7 separate regions of the Mus musculus genome follow, and all the other regions are linked to region 5. The links are chromatin contacts, called in public ChIA-PET and HiChIP or PLAC-seq maps. All regions are on one chromosome and are shown on one strand. The core of a region is the stretch at or near the end of the contact, and the rest is flanking DNA. Distances in the headings are between cores, read along the strand shown.

Evidence for each region. ChIA-PET counts read pairs in DNA pulled down with a chosen protein or histone mark. HiChIP or PLAC-seq counts read pairs in DNA pulled down with a chosen protein or histone mark.
Region 1: an RNA polymerase II ChIA-PET map of memory CD8 T cells shows a contact between it and region 5, with 10 read pairs. The contact joins the promoter of 4921524J17Rik here to the promoter of Ier2 in region 5. A contact is called at or near these places in 1 of 39 promoter capture datasets (erythroid cells) and 2 of 115 datasets of contacts at active chromatin or transcription factors (effector CD8 T cells and memory CD8 T cells).
Region 2: a contact with region 5 is called in an RNA polymerase II ChIA-PET map of memory CD8 T cells, with 37 read pairs. The contact joins the promoter of Asf1b here to the promoter of Ier2 in region 5. A contact is called at or near these places in 4 of 39 promoter capture datasets (the C10 cell line, cranial neural crest, hippocampal neurons and 1 more), 5 of 115 datasets of contacts at active chromatin or transcription factors (bone marrow-derived macrophages, double positive thymocytes, effector CD8 T cells and 2 more) and 1 of 9 other capture datasets (liver).
Region 3: a contact with region 5 is called in an H3K4me3 HiChIP or PLAC-seq map of embryonic stem cells, with 7 read pairs. The contact joins the promoter of Adgrl1 here to the promoter of Ier2 in region 5. A contact is called at or near these places in 1 of 484 Hi-C or Micro-C datasets (embryonic stem cells), 2 of 115 datasets of contacts at active chromatin or transcription factors (embryonic stem cells and thymic regulatory T cells) and 1 of 9 other capture datasets (adipose tissue).
Region 4: an H3K27ac HiChIP or PLAC-seq map of thymic regulatory T cells shows a contact between it and region 5, with 6 times the contacts expected there. The contact joins the promoter of Adgre5 here to the promoter of Ier2 in region 5. A contact is called at or near these places in 6 of 39 promoter capture datasets (the C10 cell line, cranial neural crest, liver and 2 more), 1 of 484 Hi-C or Micro-C datasets (B cells) and 5 of 115 datasets of contacts at active chromatin or transcription factors (bone marrow-derived macrophages, embryonic stem cells, kidney and 2 more).
Region 6: a contact with region 5 is called in an H3K27ac HiChIP or PLAC-seq map of trophoblast stem cells, with 4 times the contacts expected there. The contact joins the promoter of Pkn1 here to the promoter of Ier2 in region 5. A contact is called at or near these places in 2 of 39 promoter capture datasets (the C10 cell line and pre-B cells), 2 of 484 Hi-C or Micro-C datasets (B cells and CD4 T cells) and 2 of 115 datasets of contacts at active chromatin or transcription factors (effector CD8 T cells and trophoblast stem cells).
Region 7: an RNA polymerase II ChIA-PET map of memory CD8 T cells shows a contact between it and region 5, with 12 read pairs. The contact joins the promoter of Dnaja2 here to the promoter of Ier2 in region 5. A contact is called at or near these places in 2 of 39 promoter capture datasets (neural stem cells and pre-B cells) and 1 of 115 datasets of contacts at active chromatin or transcription factors (memory CD8 T cells).

The regions. Positions count from the first base shown.
Region 1 is chr8:85,431,568-85,434,267 of GRCm38.p6, forward strand. It overlaps 4921524J17Rik (RIKEN cDNA 4921524J17 gene), which reads right to left and starts at 1,274. Exons shown (of 4, transcript NM_025722.3): 1 at 1,092-1,274. The coding sequence starts at 1,157.
Region 2 is chr8:83,954,251-83,956,950 of GRCm38.p6, forward strand. It overlaps Asf1b (anti-silencing function 1B histone chaperone), which reads left to right and starts at 1,444. Exons shown (of 4, transcript NM_024184.2): 1 at 1,444-1,687. The coding sequence starts at 1,579. Gm10644 (predicted gene 10644) reads right to left here and starts at 1,083. Exons shown (of 5, transcript NR_169070.1): 1 at 853-1,083.
Region 3 is chr8:83,898,828-83,901,527 of GRCm38.p6, forward strand. It overlaps Adgrl1 (adhesion G protein-coupled receptor L1), which reads left to right and starts at 1,271. Exons shown (of 23, transcript NM_181039.2): 1 at 1,271-2,097. It overlaps Gm26721 (predicted gene, 26721), which reads right to left and starts at 900. Exons shown (of 4, transcript NR_166528.1): 1 at 354-900.
Region 4 is chr8:83,739,969-83,742,668 of GRCm38.p6, forward strand. Adgre5 (adhesion G protein-coupled receptor E5) reads right to left here and starts at 1,343. Exons shown (of 20, transcript NM_011925.2): 1 at 1,139-1,343. The coding sequence starts at 1,169. It overlaps Gm46046 (predicted gene, 46046), which reads left to right and starts at 1,318. Exons shown (of 2, transcript NR_168527.1): 1 at 1,318-1,648.
Region 5 is chr8:84,661,548-84,664,247 of GRCm38.p6, forward strand. Ier2 (immediate early response 2) reads right to left here and starts at 1,305. Exons shown (of 1, transcript NM_010499.4): 1 at 1-1,305. The coding sequence starts at 1,204. The coding sequence ends at 539.
Region 6 is chr8:83,697,883-83,700,582 of GRCm38.p6, forward strand. Pkn1 (protein kinase N1) reads right to left here and starts at 1,297. Exons shown (of 22, transcript NM_177262.4): 1 at 1,085-1,297. The coding sequence starts at 1,105.
Region 7 is chr8:85,554,057-85,556,756 of GRCm38.p6, forward strand. Dnaja2 (DnaJ heat shock protein family (Hsp40) member A2) reads right to left here and starts at 1,305. Exons shown (of 9, transcript NM_019794.5): 1 at 1,114-1,305. The coding sequence starts at 1,191.

The DNA of each region.
Region 1 (2,700 bases), core at 24-2,523, 770 kb after region 5:
CAGAAACAGAATGCATAATTCATACTGTAAAAGCCTTAACTGAAAATTATTTAAACATCAAAGTAATCTGCCAACAGACTGATCACAAAGTGCAAGTTTGCTACAATTTAGTTGGGTGGAAAGAATGAACGTAACTCTACATTTTGGAAAACATGACTGTTTTGATATTGCAGACTGGTATGCTCTATCGACTAAACTTGCACAACTTTCCATCATCAGCATTTTTAAACATTGCCTATAAATCATACTGAATAAAACATGTAACTTTTTTGTTTAAAGATTTTAATAAACCTACAAGGACACGCCCTAAATAATATACTTAAATCAGATTTTAAGTCTCCACCCATTTCCAATTACTCCAGAGAGAAGGAGGGGGGAGGGGAAGAGAGAGAGGTAGTCATTTTAGGAAGATTCAGGAAAAAGAAGTACAGCCAGATCTGCATGCCGGCATGAAGGCCTAAGGATGATTTTAATGGAATGAGTTTTTGTTCATCACACTATAATTAGGCGTACTTAAATGTAGGAAAAGAAAAATGATTTTTTTAAAAATTACGACTATTACTCCATGAGTTCAGTCTAAATATGAATGATTTCAAATTCACGAATCCGCATATTTAAAAAAAAAATCTGTAAGCAGACATGTCAAATTTACAACAGTAAATAGCACGAATGGGACGGGGCACACGCAGAGAGGAAGAGCCTCAACGCCGACTTTATTCGAACCGTGTTCCGTTAACAACGTAGTGGAAGGACTAGAAACCACACATCAAACTGGTTGGTTTTTTTGCGGCGTTCCGGAAGTCCACAAATTTGCAAAAAAGTTAGCACCATTACTGTCCTTTTGTCTGCTTTATGCTGCCACCCAGGTGGCGGGGAGCGACAGCTGAGAAGCAGCACCGCACTCTCCCCAACCGCGAACAAAGCCATGCGGGGCGGCAGGGGTCCGCGGGCCGGCCCGGGACCAGAAGGGGCAGCGCCGGGTCCCCGCTCCCAGGCCCCCGCCGCCCGCGGGCCGCCGCGCACCGCCAACCGCCGCCGAGCAACGGCCACCCGCCCTGCCCGCCCCGCCCGCTCGCGCCGGCCCAGCCCACCTGTTGGTCGCACTCGGGGCACGATTTGGTGGCCATCTTCACTTTCTTGGCTCGAGTTGCAGACATGCTCCCCTCCTGAGCAGCGGTGGAAGCAGCGCCGTGCCTCCGCTGCTCCACACAGCGCGTCCTCACTCCAGCCGCGACCCAGCCGTGGAGGCGCGCGTGCGCGTGCGCGGGGCTGCGTGCGGGTTGGAGGAGGGGGGCGCCGCGGCCCTTCCAGGGAAGTCCCATCGCCACGCCCTCTAAGGCGGTGGACCGCTCGGGGGCGTGGCTCCGACGAGACTCCACCAACCAACGCACAGGTGGGCCGAGCCCTGGTGCTGGGCACGCCCCCTCGTCGGCCCCAGAACCAGAGCCTGAAATGGTTACTGGCAACGGAAAACCTCTCTGCAAATGTCAGCAATGCTAATCCGAGAGAAATTATAATAGACACTCGATGAAACCCCTAGGCTTCCAGCGTCAGGGGTATAAACTTCACTATTCATTAAATAATTGCCTACGATCCACTATTAAGCACACCGAATAAGAAATGTCTGCCTTCAAGGAACAGTCTACAAGGCTTTGTTTTTGGAGGGGGTGGAGAGGTTGGTCTGGTTTCATCTTGTGTATCACTGATACTGAGTAGTTTAAAATTAAAAGCAAATTATTTGAAAAGTGAAACAAAATGCTGTGCACTCCTATCATCCCAGCTTTCACTGCTCTTGTTCAGATCTACAGTGAGAGAGCAGAGAGATATTTTTAAACTGTAGTTTGATGAAGAAAGGAGCATGAGCTGGGTATAAAGTTGCAGAAAAGGGAGGGGTAACACACAGAGCATCTGCCATTGTTAAAGAGACTCCTCATACTCTGTACTATAGGAAAGGTATCTCAGGACAAAGACACTACCTGTCCAAAAAAAAAAAATCTAAACGTGTGAAAATGTAAAGTCAGTTAAAAGAAGTGTGTGTGTGAATAGAGTCCTTAACACAAGGGTTCCCCAATCCCAAATAACCCCCTAAGGAAGTCTCCAGGATCAGCCTTGAAGGGACACAAAACTTCTGCCACTTTGGATCAAAGGGAGCAGATGACATCTGGAGCTGACAGCATTATCTTGGGCTACTGGTCTTGCAAGTAAGAGAAATGTAATGTTCACTGCCTGGACACACACACGACCTTTACTCTCTCAAGAGGGCACACTAAGCCCGGTGTGGTGTCTGCACGCTTTTAATCCCAGCACTCAGGAGGCAGAGGCAGTCGGATTTCTGAGTTCGAGGCCAGCATGGTCTACAAAGTGAGTTCCAGGACAGCCAGAGCTATACAGAGAAACCCTATCTAAAAAAAAAGAAAAAAAGAAAGAAAAGAGGGCACACTAGGGAGATGGATCACAGGAAGAAAGAAAGTGGGCTTAGAGTTAGTGATTTTTCTGTATCAGCTGGGGTCAGAACTCACAGTCCTGTTTGATTGCCAAGTTGGAAAAGAATTGACACACGAATGTGGGTGGAGGGCAGGGAATTACTGTTCCATGCCACTAAATTCCTGGAACAAGACAGAGGCCTTTTGTGTAAACAAAGTCTCTCAAAGTCTCTCTCTCTCTCTCTCTCTCTCTGCATATGTGTGTAACATTTGTGCA
Region 2 (2,700 bases), core at 194-2,693, 710 kb before region 5:
CAGCCCCTTACATTTTCAACTATAAATTTTGTGAAATATAAAAGGTCAGATACCTCTTTCAAATAAAAGTGGACAGTCCCATGCTAGGTTACAGACCTGTTTGAAATGTGAAACACATACAGGATCCCAAAGACTTCTCAATGAGTAAAAAGGTGCAGGATAGCTCATTGGTGTTTTTAGAATGGTCATATTTGAAATGATTATTTTTGTCCTATTTAGTTAAGTGTCTATTAAAAATCATATTCATTGCTTCTTGGCCTTTTTGCATTGGCCAAGTATGAAAACTAATTTACTTACTTCCCCAAACTCACTGTGTAGATCAGGCTGGCCCACAGAAGTCTGCCTACCTCTGAGTCCTGAGATTAATGGCACGCATCTACCTTTCCATTTTGTTTTAACCTTTAAAAGATGTGATTGGTAAAGGTTGTGTAAGAAGCTATGACAGGGTATAAAGAACCAGAAAGTAAGGAGAAAAGGTAAGTTTCACAGACAGCGGCAGTTAACTGGTTTGGTTTTGGATCAGGGTTTCTCTGTGTAGCCCTGGCTGTCCTAGAACTTGCTCTGCAGACCAGGCTGGCCTCGAACTCACAGGTCCACCTGCCTCTGCCTCCCGTGTGCTGGGATAAAAAGCGTGCGTCACCGAGCCCGGGCTGAAAGACAGAGTGCAGAGGCAGGATTCAAACCCTGGTCTGTCCACGAACCAGAACTCCCTTCGGACTGAGACTCGATCCTGTATCCCCTCTCATCGCTACGCCATCTTGTCTCAGGGGTGATCTAAACCTTCTCGACAGTCTCCTCGACCATGATTTTCAAAGGTAGGAACCCCTCAGGGTAGTCCCCAGAAACGCTCACCTGCTGACAGCCGCCTAAACCGCCCAGGCCACTCTCTCCTCCTTAAAGCTTTTCACTGTGAGGGTGTGCGATTTCCACAGCTCTCCAGCCCGGCGTTCCTCACGCCCACCATAATAGCCAATCACGTCTCAGAAACCCGCTTACGGCCACGCCCACGATCGATACTCAATCACTGCGAGTGCGAGTGCCGTCTTCTCAGCGCGTTTTAGTGAGAGTCGCGCGCCACCGTTCGGCCGTTGGTGGCGCTGCTCTCTGTGAGGTGCGTCTACCGGAAAAGCGGAACGAGGGGCGGGGGATGCCGGTGCGGTAACCCTTGGGATTGGACAAGAGAAGTTCCGCGCTCTAACTCCGCCCACCCCGGAGCGAGCTATTCCAGTCGGAGACTCCAGGGATTGGTTCCCGATAGACCTTTACGAAGCTAAGAGATTAACGTTCCGCCTCCTGGGGCCCGTGAAGAGGGAGCTTCTCTGATTGGTCTGAGGGTCCAGGCGCGCGCCTGAAGACGCCTCGAGATTGGCTGATGGCTCGCGCCGTCATCGGTCCTTAGCGGCGATTGGCTGGAAGGCGGAGCCGGCTATTTGAAGGGAGCGCGCTGAGCGGAGGAGCGCTTCAGAGGGAAGAGTTGGGAGACGCAGGGAGGTTTCCGTCCTGTCGTCCCCCCCTTCTTCTCTGTCGCAAGTCACTGTGAAGAAGTCTCCACAGCAGCTGCGGCTCCCGGGCGCGGTGATGGCCAAGGTGTCGGTGCTGAATGTGGCTGTGCTGGAGAACCCGAGCCCTTTCCACAGCCCCTTCCGGTTCGAGATCAGCTTCGAATGCAGTGAGGCCCTGTCTGACGGTGAGGCCGGGCCTGAGCCGGGGACCCCAGACCCTCCTGCCCTCGGGGTTTCGCCACCCCCAATCTCCCGGGGCCAACTAGATCTCCCATTAGATACGCCTCCATGGCCCAGCTCCGGTCTCTCGGTGGAGCCGGCTCTGTCCAGTGTACATTGTCTGGTGGAGGCCTCGTCACCCTTCGTCTTGCACCGCTTGTCCTTGTACGCTTTCCCTGGAGACCCGCAGCCACGCCTTTTCCCTATGGCTAGACCCCGCGTTGATGCCCTTCCTCCTAAGAAACCATCCACGTGTCCTATGGAATCCCAACCTCCAGTCCCGTCCCCCCCCCTTTTCCTTGTGGGTATCTTTTCCTACAAAGCAGCCAGACTCTTCTGTTGCCCTGTCCGCCCATGTCAAGACCTTCTTCACCCCATGGCTCCCAAAAACCCCCTCCCCAGACAACTCCAGATTTGTCCCCCACAACTCCTGCTTGCCAACCGTAACAACATGGTGTTGCCTATAAGCCTTCTTCCTTTAGGTTAGTCCCAGATCCTATGTCTGAGCTCCCTCTGAGGAGAGATGGGGGCTTCTGACTCCAGGCTTTGTAGGTAACTTGGTCTCCCCAGCTCCTGGTCTGGGTGAATGTCCTGAGGTGAGGGGTGCCACAGCCAGGCAGGCCTCTTCCAGTTTCTGAGATTTCTACTAGCTGCCAGCTAACTCAGTGCAAGGAACCCCTCATCCCTTTTGATGGGCTGACCTTGTCTGGGGAGTGGGTGGACTGACCAAACAGGGATGGGATCCAACTTCCATCAACTGGGAGGCCACGGGCTTTTGTGGATCTTTCACAGAATGACTTAATTCATCTGTGGGACATAAAGGTGGACATGGCTCTCATCACACAGATGAGAGAACAAGAGCCATAAAGAGCAAAAGACTTTCAAATAAATCCATGAACATGTAAACTGTGAAGTCACTTTGGATTCTCAGCTCCCCAGCAAAAGGCAAGTCCTGTTTTCAGAGGACCTGCTTTCAACA
Region 3 (2,700 bases), core at 21-2,520, 760 kb before region 5:
AAAAAAAAAACCAAAAAAACAAATAAACTATAAGTCTAGGCAGTGGTAGCTTTGGCTCCAGATATTTGGGCCAGGTCGACCCCCTTTCCCATCTAGAGAAGCAATCCTAGGCTTCATCTGTAGCTGGGGGGCTGAACCCAGCCTCTGGCTTCACTCACTAAGTCCAAAGCCTAGGAATCTAAGTCCGATCCGCTGCCCTACTTCTCCGAGTCCATCACCTGCAGTGTAGTTCTTACGTTGTGGAAATCTGCACCGGGCTTTTGCTCTCGCCATCAACCTAAAATTCAATTTTTTTTTTCTTCCCTACCCACCCCCTCCAAAACCAGACGCTTGAGGCGTTTATAGATACTAACCTCTCCTCCGCTCCTGCAGCCTGGTCAGCTCCAGGACCCTGTCCGGTTGCCAAGGCTCTCTCTTCTGTTTGGGGGAGGGGGGCTGTTCTCATCCCATCCTACCTACGCTCCAGTCCTGGCTTTGCGTCCCTCCCTCGTTTTTTTTTTTAATTAATTTATTTATTTATTTTTTTATTGTAGGTCTGGTCTCCCAGGGTAGCGGGATCCACACCACATCCCCTTCCTGTCGCATCACCCAGGATCCAGATACTGCTTTTACCTGCCGGCTCTGTTGCAGCCAGCGCGCGGGATCCTTCCATACCTCAGTCCAGCCCTCATTTTGTCCCTCCCCACCCCACGTCGCTGTTAGGAAGATGGGGGACAGCCTACGCTCTTGTCAGTCACTAAGCAGCACTCCCTCCGGCCCTCCTGCAATCCCGGGTGGGAGACGCTCTGGTCCAGGTCTTTTTTGTTGCCACCGCACAGGCCTGACGCATTACTCCATCTCCCTTGGAAGAATCCGGACCGAAATTTGCGTGCCTCGAGTGCATCTGGCCCTGTCGCAGCTACCTCCCCTCCCACTCCTACCCCCCCACACCGCGCCCCTCCCGTCCCTACCCTCTCTGCCAAATCCGGACCAGGTTTTGCGCAGTCCTTGCACAGCTCTCCATTTACCCCTCACCGGCTAGGCGCCTTTCTGCACAGCACGGCTGCAGAGTCCGTTCCGTTTTTTCTTGCCGCCCGTCGCACCCCACCCCCCCCCAGCCCAACTAGGGGGATCTAGCGCGTCGCCTCCCTCTGCCCACTTTTCCTTGGGGGAGGCGAGTGGAACTCCAGGCCAGGTTTCCGGGCCCTTCCTCGGGGCGCACGGGAGGGCTGCGGAGACTAGTCCCCGGCGGGTAGTCCAGGCCAGGTTTTGCGCTTGTCCGCCGCCCCCCTCCCGGAGCCGGCGGGCCCGGCAGCGCCGAGAGCAGGCGGCTTGTCATTGCTGGTGCCCCGCGCCCGCTCGCTCCGCGAGTCCTGCGGTGCCCACGGGCCCAGCCCCGCGCCCCCTGCTCCGGCCACCCCGGGGGCGCAACGCCGCCGCGCCTGCTTCCAGCTGTGTAGCTCCGGCCCCCTGCGGGCAGCGCGAGCGGTCGGCGCGGGAGCAGTCGGCGCTGCGACGCCCCCGCCCCGCCGTCTGCCGGAGACGCCCCGGCGGATGGGGCCGCGCGGGCCCAGGAGCGGCGCCGCCGGGCGGCGGGGGCCTGCGCGGCCGCCCGGGCAGCCGCGTTAACCCTTCGCCCGCTGCCGTCCGGGGGCGCTGGGAAGTCGCCTGGGCACACACGTGCCGCCTCCGTCGGGGCCGCGGAGCTGCGGGGGAGATGCGGGCAGCCGGCGCCGCCTCGGGGGGCTCCGCCTCGCCCCAGCCCCCCGAGCTCTGACGCCGCCCCCGCCCCTCCGCCTCCACGCCTCGCTCCCCGGGAGGGGCGCAGACCCGCGCGCCCGGGGCCGGGGCCGCCTCCGGAGCGCCGCGATCCGCCTTTTCTTTCCTTTTTTTTTTTTTTTTTATACTCCCCCCCCCCACCCCTTCCCTTTTAAATTTTGGTCGGTGGCGGCGGTGCTGGGCCGGAGGAAAGAAGGGACACGGAGTCCTCCCTCGCTCAGCCACCCCCTCCCCGCTTCCCCCTGGGCCGGGCTCCGGGAGATGTGCCGGGCGGGGGGCCCGGCTTCGCGGAGCCGCCGGAGGAGCGCGCACGGCCGACCCCGAAGCGCCGCTGGACAGGTGAGTGTGCGGGAGCCTCAGGCCACGCCGCACCTGGGCCAGGTGTGCGCGGCGGGAGGGGCGGGGAGCACCCTACCCCCGCCCGCCGGGGGCTTGGTGAGGGTGCGGATGGGCGGCCGCAGGGTGCCCTGCAGGGGGAGGGGACCGCTAGTGTGCCCGCGCGTGGCTGCGTGTGCCCGCGCGCGCGCCGGCCTTTGTGGGGAAGCGGCGCGGCGGTGCCTGCGTGTCCCCGGTGCGTGTGCGCGCGGGTGCTTGGCGCCCTGTTTGTGTAGGTGTCTGGGTGTGAGTGGAGAGGGTGCGTGTGCGCGCAGCGCGCGGGCCCGGGCTCCCCAGAGAAGCCATGTCGGGGGGCTGGCACCGCAGGATGCTGGGCCAGCCCCCCCCCCCCCCCGACATGGCTTGTTTTTCTCTGGGAGGCAGTGGCGCTAATGGTGGTTGGGGGTGGTATGGGGAGAGGTATGTCTGGGTGTCGAGTGAGTTTCAGCCCGGAGGGGTGCTTTGGGCAACCCTGGTGCAGTTGTGAGACATCTTCTGTTAGTGGTACCCTGTTAAGCACGGATGGAGGCTGTCAGGTTGGATCTACCGGAACGAGCTTTCTCTCCT
Region 4 (2,700 bases), core at 93-2,592, 920 kb before region 5:
TGTTCCATTTTACAGAGGAGGAAAGTGCAGCCCAAAGTCACTGTGACCCAGCTTAGTGACAGCCAGGCAGGCCCCTGCAGCTGTTTGCCACCAACTGTGACACCCTGGGACTCTATTTCCTGGTTCTAGGTCCATGGCTACTGAGCTGCCTGCCACCTGTCACTAGCACTCAGGCCAGTCATTGTGGTTAGGGTGACCCCAGTTTGTGCCCCAAGTTCCATATCTTGGGGTAACTCCAGCTGGTGCCCCGTTCCATTTTTTCACTGTTTGTTGTCAAGTTACTTAGGTGACTTAGCCATCAAACAACGGTTGAGGCACCCAGGGTGGGGCGGGAAAGTCATGATGAAAGCCAAGTTCAAACCACAGCCTGGTAAGTTCCTTTCAGCCAGCAGCTCCGTCCCAGACAAGTCCCAAGGAGATTCTCTGCCTGTTCCTGGCACGGAGACAGCAGGGGACAGACTGGGGCAGGGGGAGTTCCCACCCTCGAAGAAATGGGCACCCTCACGTGGGTTTCTCTTCACATTGAGAGCGTCTGTTTGGGCAACAGTTTGCAAAGTGTACTTTAACCTACAGTTCTTTTTAGCTTTTTTTTTTTTTAAACTGTATGTGTTTTGCCTGCATGTATGTTTGTGCACTGCATGTATTATTGTACACTGCATGTATGTCTGTGCACTGCATGTCTGTTGCCCGTGGATGCAGAAGACAGTGTGAATCCCCAGGAACTGGAGTTACAGACACTTGTGAGCCACCATATAGGTGCTGGGACCCAGCCAGGTCCTCTCTTAATGCTCTTGACCTCGGCACCACCCCAGCCTCTAGCCTGCATTTCTTTTTCTTTTGTTCTTTTGAGACAGGGTCTTGCTGTGTAGCACAAGCTGACCTGAAATTGGTGACCCTGCTGCCTCAGCCTCCCTAATGCCCTGTGACACCATGCCTGCTTTGTTACCCTCTTTAACTGCCCCCGTGCCTCAGTTTCTCCCTCTTAGTCTCCAAACTGGCAACACTCAAGCCCATTAGGATCTGACACCCCCTGGAGAGCCCTCTGGGGCGCACAGGTGCGCCGGCTTCGACTGTCCCTGCCCCTCCTGGCCACGTCCCGCGAGTTCCCTCCCGGCTCCGCGCAACCCCGAGGTCTCACCAAGCAGGCCGGGGCATCTGACGCCCCTCATGGTGGCGCGGCACGGAACGGACAGCGTCTGGGGTTGATAGAGGGCTGTGGCGGCCGGCTGGGCTGGGCTTTTATGCAGCGGGCGTGAGCAGGGCCCTCCCCGGAACTGTCCTCCCCGCTGGAAAGTAACAGGAAAGTGCCGGGGAAACAGACCCAGGGCGCGCCGCGCGCCCGCGTCTGGAACAAACGCAACATTCCTCCCCCCCCCCCCCCGCGCGCGGCTCCGACACCCGCCCCCGCGGGGAGCTGGGTGGTGTGGTTCAGGCGTCCTGGGACGGGGACCAGGCACATCGGACAGAGCTGGGTGGAGCTCCCACCCGAACGATGTCCTGGGCGACCCTCGCCTTTCCCATCAGCAGGACTTGTCGGCTTCTTTTCCAAGAGAGAAACTGAAGTTCAGAGAAGCCAGGGGCCAAATAAGAACCAGAAGAGGACTGAGGGTCCTGCCGGGCTGACTGTCCAGGAACGAGAGACATCAAGGTTTGGAGATGCGGCTCAGTGTGCGCAGTGCTTGCTTAACCTGCCCGAGGCCCTGTCTAGCCTCAAAGCCACATAAGCCGGCAGAGGACCGCTAGCCTGTAATCCCAGCACTAATCAGGAGTTCAACTCATCCTCCGTTTTGTCGCTTTTGAAGCCTGCCCGCGCTACAAAAGACCTTGCCCAAAAAGACAAGGGGTCATGGCATGGCTGCGTTGGCCTATACTAATACCGTTCTCTGGAAAGCAGAGGCTAAACCGGAGGCCGTTTTTGGCCACTTAAGAGTTGCAGGCCAGCCAGGCCTACGAAGCATGAGTCTATCGCAAAAATAAAAAATAATAAAGTGGGGGAGGGAAGTGCTACCAAGATGGTTCAGCGGGTAAAGGCACTTGCCCCAAAACCTAACGACCTGATTTCTGATACCCAGGACCTCCATGATGGAAGGAGAGAGCCAACTCCTGGAAGTTGTCCTCTGACCTTCACGGGCACACGGTGCCACACACAAACCCAAACACTAAATAAACAAGTCAATAAATAAAACGTAATAAGGGGCCGGGCAGTGGTGGCGCATGCCTGTAATCCCAGCACTTGAGAGGCAGAGGCAGGCGGATTACTGAGTTCGAGGCCAGCCTGGTCTAGAGAGTGAGTTCCAGGACAGCCAGGACTGCACAGAGAAACCCTGTCTCAAAAAGCCAAAACAAATAAACAAACAAAAAACGTAATAAGGACTTAAAATAGAGGAAGAGAGAGCTTTGACCACGGGACATGGCTTACCACGGCAGGGCTTTTTGGTTACACGCACTGACCTTGCCACAGTCTATAGAGAGTCATGTGATGTACACTGGCTTCCTGTTTGAGTTACTTGTGTAACTATGGTTTCTTTTCATGTGTGTGTGTTGGGGGCGGGAAGAATGCCAAACCCAAGGCTTTGTGTATGCTGGACAAGCACTCTACCAAGGGAACTACATTCTCAGACACATCTAGTGATTTTTCAAAATATTGATTTTCTTTTTCTTTTTTTCTCTGAAACACGGTCTGGTCTCAAACAGCCCAGG
Region 5 (2,700 bases), core at 55-2,554:
GGTTGACCAGTCCCGGGGTCTCCAGCCACTTCAACTCTGATCGCAGATTTGATTGGTTCAGTTCAGGCTCACCCACAGCAGCCTGTGGGGGCGAGGTGACTCAAGTCACTTCCCAGTCCCTAGGGCGGGTCCACACCCTGGCCTCCTCCCAGGCCCCACACCCACGCAAGGCAACAGGAAGCACCCGCGTCTGTCCCATGACGCAACTCTGACCGCTTGCACAAGCGTGCCCACTTGTAGGGGCCGAAACGCGAATGGTAGTGAAACGGCCTTGAAAGGGCAGCCTGGCCCCTAGAGAGTTCGACCCTGAGATTCAAGATCTAGGTGTCCCTTCTCCAAGCCAAGGAAGGGACAGTCCTTTAATAGCACCTATGGACGCACGTCTGGGAGAAGGCGCCCGCGCCCCTCGCTCCTCAGTCCTTCCCCTGGCCTCTCGGCAGCTCGGGCCGCGGCTCTTCTTCACGGCCCCCGCCGGCCTTCGCCTCGGGTGTGCGTTCTCCGCTCCGGTGGCGCCGCTCGAAAGAAGCCACCAGAGCTCTCAGAAGGCCACCACAGCTCGCACCAGCACGTTGAGCATATTGTCGGCCGGGCGGCAGGCTGGCTTGGCCTCGCACGTGGGGGGCGTCGGCGGGGGCACGGCGGGTCCACAGTTCAGGAGACTGGAGAAGCGCCTTTGGAGGACGCGGGCGAGGTTAGGGAAGGCACCTTCGCTTTGTGCCGGAGGAAGCTGCAGGCGATCGGGAACCTCCGACGTCGCCTCCCCCTCCACCTCTTCTAGACGGGCCTTCTTGCTTGGTACCAGTCCGGCATCACTACCGTCGCTCAAATCGCTGCTGCTCCGGCGCTTGCGGCTGACTCTAGCGGGGGGCGGGTCACAGAGCGCAGGGGTCTCCTGGACTCGCAGCACTTCCTCTTGCGTATCCATGGGCTCCGGAGGCTGCACGGCTTCGGGGGACGCTACTTCCACTGCAACTTCGGCTTCCCGCGGCGGGTGCAGGCGAGGGTCAAGAGCCCTGCGGGATGGCGGGAACTCGGGCTGGTGGGCTTCTACCTTGGCTGAGAGGTAGACCTCTCGAGCGCTGCGCATAACGAGGGACAGCTGCAGACTCCGGTGGAGTCGCAAGCCACCTCGCTGCATGCGAGAGTGGTACATCTTCCATACCGACAGAGTCATGATGCGCTGCGCTTCTTTCTGTACTTCCATGCTTGTTCGACGAGAGTAGTTAAGTCGAGAATGGGTTAAGACGGGCGGTGCAGCCCAGACGACAAGCTTACAGCAGCAGGTACTCTGCTAGACGTTCGGGCGAGGGCAGCAAGCCGGAGCCTTTTAATATACTGAGAGTGACGTCACTGCAACACCACGCCCAACCAGAGGGCCTCATCCGGGCTTTCCACAGTGGCTAGCGAGTCCTTAAAGCAATAGGGATAAATTTACGCCTCGAAGGAAAAAGGACTTAACTACTGCAAGGAAGAACTTCCCCACTGCACCTTAAGACACTAGGTTCTGGGTTCTCAGAGTCACCAACGGGCCAGAGGATGAGGCCCACCAACGAGACGGATAGTGGGCGGTAATCTGACTGCAGTGGGGAAAACCCGGGACCGGGGTACATTCCCCGAGGGCACCGTTCATCTTGCCTACCAGCCTGCTAATTAATATTTTTTGAACAGTAAAAACGCTGCTACTTATTAAGCAGTTACTACACGCCAGTTACTACAGTGTTGAACTTTCTCTTTTTATTCAATGTCTCTGATCTCTCACCTCCACTCCATAGAAGATACAGTTTTCCAGGTGAGAAATAGGCAGCCACCTGACCAATATTTACTAAACGAATGATTATATGATTATACTATGGCGAAAGGATCAACTAAAGCCTGCAGCCCTTCTATCTCCACCTTTCTGGACATGGGTGGAAAGTGGGCACGGACACTGTACCCCGTAACCACAGATATCCACCACCTCACGACTGCTCTTTACTTTCAGCGTTAAAGATCTCCCAGTTTTCCGCAACCCAGTGGCATGGAAGTCCCAATGTCCATAGGGCCTGCGATCTTCCCTTGTCAATAGAGCAGTTTTCTGCCTTCATGCCCTCGTGAACGGAATTACTCCAAGAAAGACAGATATCTGGGTCGAGATGGCACAGTGGGTGGAGCCACTTGTTGCCAAGCCTAACGAACTCAGTTCGATTCCCGGTCCCACCGGTCCCACGCCGTACAAGAGAACAGACTTCTATACGATGTCTCACACACACACACACACACACACACACACACACACACACACACACACACACACACACACACACACACAGTAACAAAGAAAAGAAAAAAAGAAGTCGGTTCCACTTTGCATCACTTCCCAAGAAAAACTTGCTTCTAGTTGCAGAAGGGAGAAAAATTCAAATAACCCCTTTCATTTGCTGTGCAGGCCCTTTAAGAAACACCCCCTGCCAGCGGGCAGACTTCCCGCCACTGCAGCCGGCCGACTTCCCTGGCTAAATTTGGATGTAATGACGTAGGTTGGCGCCGCGAACCACTTCCGGATGCCCATATAAGAACAAGGGCAGCCGGTCTTAGCCCGAGGAGAGGGCTTCCGGGGCGGGGCCCCTTCCATCGGCGAGCACGCCCCTCCAATCCAGCCCTCAGGAGCCTAACTAAGTGTTGTCTCGGGTCGTTCGAGTCTGTTTGGTGCTACAGTTCTTT
Region 6 (2,700 bases), core at 47-2,546, 960 kb before region 5:
TCACAGCCTCCATGTGCGTCCTACTCGGGACACACCAAGCACATGCATGTACTGGGACAGCCCTGCACAGCCCTCAGTGGGCTTGAAGGGGAGCCGGCACCGGTGCATCAGCCTGGAGGTCTGACCTTGTGAGATCGGCAGCACCAGATACGCCCAGCTCCTCGGCAAGGCCGGCAGGCCATCAGCAGGACTGGGGAAGACGGGTACAGAAGGGTACAGGGGAGACATGGGGGCAGGTGTAGAAGGAGATGAGAACCAGTTACACAGGACAATGGACTGCATGGTGACGAATTAATGGAGCCACAAAGATACAAAGATCTCAGATTTTGGGCCACTGAATTAGAGTGGGGAGTCAGTCACCCCGACCCTGACCCTGCTTCAGTAACGCCCAACAGGTCACACAGGGAAGGCCATGTGGCTGGCAGATGCCAGTCACAGGTGTCTGTTGCGAGGGAGTAGAGACCCAGCCCTGTCACCTTCCAGACATAAAATCCTTCCTGTCTGTGTGACAGGACACGCCCCACCTGGGTTACAGCTCCATCTGTCAGCCTGAAGGGTGGTTATGGGGAACAAGGCGGAAGGAGGAACCCGGCCTCAGGCCTAGTGAAGTGACTTAGACACTTCCTCCAACAGGTGCCCATCTGGGTGGCGTCAAGACCATCGTAAAGACGTCTGCAGGCGGGGGTGGCCCGGGCTTTGTTGTGCGGGGGAGGGGATCGGGCCGGGCACTCCTCCGGTCCGGGGCAGGGTGCCAGGCACCTGCTCCAGGTGAAGCGGCACCTGACAGAAACCGAACGCTGCAGGACCCAGAGTAGGATGTGGGGACGACAGGCACCGGGATCCGCAGCTAGCCTCGGACACCGAAGTGGGGACCCCGCTACACACGCTGACTCTCGGGGAGGGCCAAAGGAGGGGATGCTGGGGTAGAATCCCGAACAGCACCCCTTCCTCCGACCCGGTCGGCGCCTCCACCTGCTACAAGGGCCCGCGCGGGCTCCCGATGGGGACCTCGTCCGGGACTCTACCCGTGCCTGGGGTCCTCCGCGCCTTCTGGCCGCCCCGCGGGTGCGGACAAGTCGCCTACCTGTACGGCGTCGCCGGCCATGTCCTCCGGCCGCCCGCCAGGGGTCCCAGCGCCAAGGAAGGGCTTGCGAGCGCGCGGGCGGGTGCGGCGGGAGGCGCGGCGCCCAGACCCTCCCAGGCGCGCGGCGCGCTCCGGCCTGCTGCGCTCGGCCCGGCCTGGCCAGGCCTCCGCCGAGCTGCGCCCTCCGGCCCCAGCGGCTGCAGGGTGGGTCACGTGAGCGCCGAGGTCCGCGCCTGGGGAGGAGGCGGGGCGGGGGCGGGGCTCCCGGCGGCCCCCGGGGCTTGCAGCGGGGAAATAGGGTCCCTGTTGGCTGTGGGGTGCGGCAAGCGCTCCTTGTAGCGTAGGGGACTCTGAGCGGGCCTAAGCGACCGCGAGCCTCAGAGGCCTTGTCCCCCGCCTCCAACCCCTTTGAATGCAATGGTCACCGTCCACCACCACCCTCGACACACACGGCCCAGCTGCACAGAGGCATCCTCCCTCCCGTTTCCCGGGAGGCAAACACAGGGAGAGCCTGACTTCAAATCCCAGTGTCCTGGGCCTTGGGGGAACACAATACCCCTCAGGACTAGGATGTCTGTAAAACTTGAGGAAGAGTAGGGCAAGTGTATAGATCCCAAGTGCACAATAAATGCCAGCAGTTGTCACTTTTAGCTCATTTTTTTAAAGACTTTATTTTGATTCATGTGTGTTAGGAATAAGTTTCGGGGTGGCAAAGAAAGAGACCATCCTTCAAAATGAAATGTCCGAACAAGGCAAACTTTACTCTTCATCAAGACAGTGCGCTGCGGAAAAGCAAAGAGAAGACAGGAAGTGCATATGGTTTCTATTCTAACTCAGGTGACCTCGCAGTCTTATTCAATTGGCTAGTCTGAGAAAATTGGCGCAGAGGAAATTGAAGGGGAAAGGGGTCACTGCTCCAAGCGATCAATTTCCTAGAATGGAGCGGGGGGGGGGGGGGCGCTTTGTATAAACAAAAGTTTTACTGGGTGAGGAGGATTAAAACATCTCCTTAAAAGTCCTATAAGGTAGGAGAGATAATGATTTTAATTACTGTCCAAAAGACTAATCTTATACTATTTGCTAGAAAAGACTCATATTTAATTTCTTGCATGTGTATATATGTGTTTCTTTGTGTGAGTTATGCACATGTGTGTGGGTGCCTCTGGAGGTCAGAAGAAGACATGGGATGCCCTAAAAGGAAGTTATAAACTGTTTGTGGACTGCACCACCTGGGTGCTGGGTCCAGACTTGAGTTTTCTACAAGAGTAGTATTGCTTCTATCTCTTCAACTCCTATTTTAATCTTTATACCATTTATTGAGTGTGTTCACGTGCATGTACCACACATGCCAAGCCAAATGTGTGGTGGCCAGTGAGTGACTTACAGGATGGCTTTTCTTCTGCACCCTATCATTTGGGGGGGGCACCCAAACTCATCTTCCTAAGCCCTGAACAGGCCCAATACTCCATCACTGAACTCTCAAGACTACAGTAGAGGCTTCCTTCCTTGTCCCCCAGCCGCCTCCTCCTTACAGTCTCTTCCCCAAACCGCATACCAACGGAGCCTAAAGTCTAGACATTTCCAGGAGGAGCCCACCAGGTCCTGTGTCACCTGCC
Region 7 (2,700 bases), core at 55-2,554, 890 kb after region 5:
GTTACAGCCTTCCAAAAAATGTCACTTATTATTTAACGTTTTCCACTTCAATAGTATTTACTAATAATATACCCAAAGTTACTGAAGAAAAATACAAATAAAACAACAAAGAAGATACTGAAACATTTTTTCTTTCTTTTTTTACAAACTATTATCAAATGTCTTTGATGGCCAGTAGCCAGACCAAGGAGACCACAATAACCAAACAAATTTTAGATTGAGTGACTACGTTTTACAGAAACTCAAGCACTACTACAAATTAAGCATAGGATACTTCTACCAAGTATCTCTCCCCATGCTGGCTGGCTCCTCTGCCTGCCCTCTAACAGGACACCCAGGAGGTCCTAAGTGATGTTTTACTCGCACACGGTCGGCTAACTGGGGTCTTAGGTGGTGGTGAAACTACATACTTTCAATTAAGCGATGTGGTTAAGCACCATGTAAGTCCTCACACAGACTCATGAATTATATAACACAGCCTACCATTTCCGGTAGGGTAACAGGAAGTCTTTTTCTTTGGACTTTACCAGTCCCAGTACTTACGGGACATTCTTATTTTTCTCAGTTTACAAATGCGGATTGGATCCCGACAGCCAGAGAAGATGCTGACTTTATTAATACCCCAAGTCCCGAGATGATTTGGAACTACTACAAAGGACAACAATAAGACGTGTCTTATTTTTAGGGAGTGCACGCTCAGGTGTTTGGCTGGGGCACACGACTCATCCCCGAAGCGGCCACGGGGTATTTAGATCTCCAGCCCACAGAACAATGCTTCCAAACAGACCCACGCCGCTCCAGCTGCCGGGCGAGCGAGGCTGAGGGAGGAGCCTGCTCAGCGCCGGGGGCTGCGGCCCTCAGCCCCACACCGGCGCCGGCGGTCAGCTCCTCCCCGGCCCGGCGGCGCGAGCACCGCGGTCCGACCTGTTTTTCCGGGTGGCCCCGGGCGCCGAGCTGGCGGGCCGCGTCTGCGCAGGGCCGGGCGGGCGGAGGCCCAAGGTCAGCCGAGCCGACTGCGCCCCCGCCGCCGCCGCGCCTCAGCCCGGCTCAGGCCGCCCAGACCGCGCAGGCCCCGCGCCCTCGCCCCGCCCGCCGGCCGGCTCGCTCCAGTACCTTCTTCAGCTCGTTCTCGCTAGCGCCGGGAGGGACGCCCAGGATGTCGTACAGCTTCGTGTCGGCCACGTTCGCCATGGCGGCCTGCCGGGCAGCACTCGCAAGCAGGCGGCGGAGCGGAAGGAGCGCGACCCGGACCACGAGCGGCGGCGGCGCAGGCCGAGGAGACGGCGCGGGGAGGCAGGCGGGGCTGAACTTTGACCCGGCGCAGCGCCATGACGTCGCCACAAGGCCCCGCCTCCGGGGCCGGGCGGGGCGGGGTTGGGCGGTGGGCGCCCGAGAGCGGCTGGTGGGGCCCTTTCCTGTCGCCGCTCCGTGACGCGCGAGCGACCGCGGAGTGGAGGGGAGCGGTGTGCGGCGTTCATAAAGAACTCTCGGTGCGGCTGAGGCCTGAGGGAAAGAAGCCGGCGTGGAATCCTCACGGGGTGGTCCCCCCGGGGCCACGGTGAAAAACAGCACGTGGGTGTGAGTGTGTGAGGTTCCCAAATAGCGAGTTACGCCCGTGATGTGATTTCATCAACACCTTCACTAACTCATTTCATCTCCTTAACTTCCCCCTCAGCACCTCTGCGTAGGGGAAACAATTTCATTCATAAATACTCAGATTTATACCTAGCAGACGAGGTTTTAAAGGCATAGCCATCCTGTCACATCGGAGGAAAGGACAAATCTTTTTTACACATTCCCAGTTGGTTTCGGGGCATCCAGATAAACCAAAGTCACCCTGTTCCACCGGGATCATGTGTTCAAGTGTCTCACTTGACAGCTTTAAAATTAGCTAACGCCAAAGGTTTGGTTGGCATAAGACAGTATGGCAGCGTGCCGGCACTTGGTGGCTGTCAGTCGAGTTTCGTTTTGCTTTAGCTTGAAAGATTTCTGTGCTTTACCACATTCCAGAATGTATAGCTTGCCTTCCAACTGGTTTTCCGATAGTAAAACACTTCTGGTCAGTTGAAAACCTGAACTGGGAAACAATTGCTCATTGGCCATAAGTCTGTCAGTGGAGGTGATACACCTTTCTTGTTATTCTTCTTGACCGAGTTTTGGAGGTCCTTCACTGCCGTGCTAAGACTTCTGAAATTTAACCTGAACGCTCAGAAGAGTCTCATGAGAAGTTAGATGCTCCTTCTGCTATTCAAAATGCCCCTTAACCTGTAGTGTTTTCCTTAATTCATAACCTGGTGAACCTTCCTGTCTTATTTGATGTTCGTTTTCCTGATAAGTATGATTTATGACATGAATGCTGTTCTCACATGTGAGTCAAAATTCTTTAATAGAATATAGCTTATCTATCTGGTTTCCAGGACTTATTTGGAGGTTTCTAGCAGGGGACCACAGCTATTTTATACCCTTTTGCCAAAGATTAGCCTCTCTTCTTGATCAAATACCCAGTTTCAGGAAGGGACATACAAAGAAGAAGAGGGAACACTCACCCACACACCCAGATCAGCCAAAATAACCCTGGGGCAGATGTTGAAGTCAGATCATCCTTCTTCTGACTTTGAATTTTACAAAGACCCCTAATCATTCAAGAGTGTAAGTCCTGAAATTAGATTGTATAAGCTGGGAGCTTGGCTCTGCCTTCTT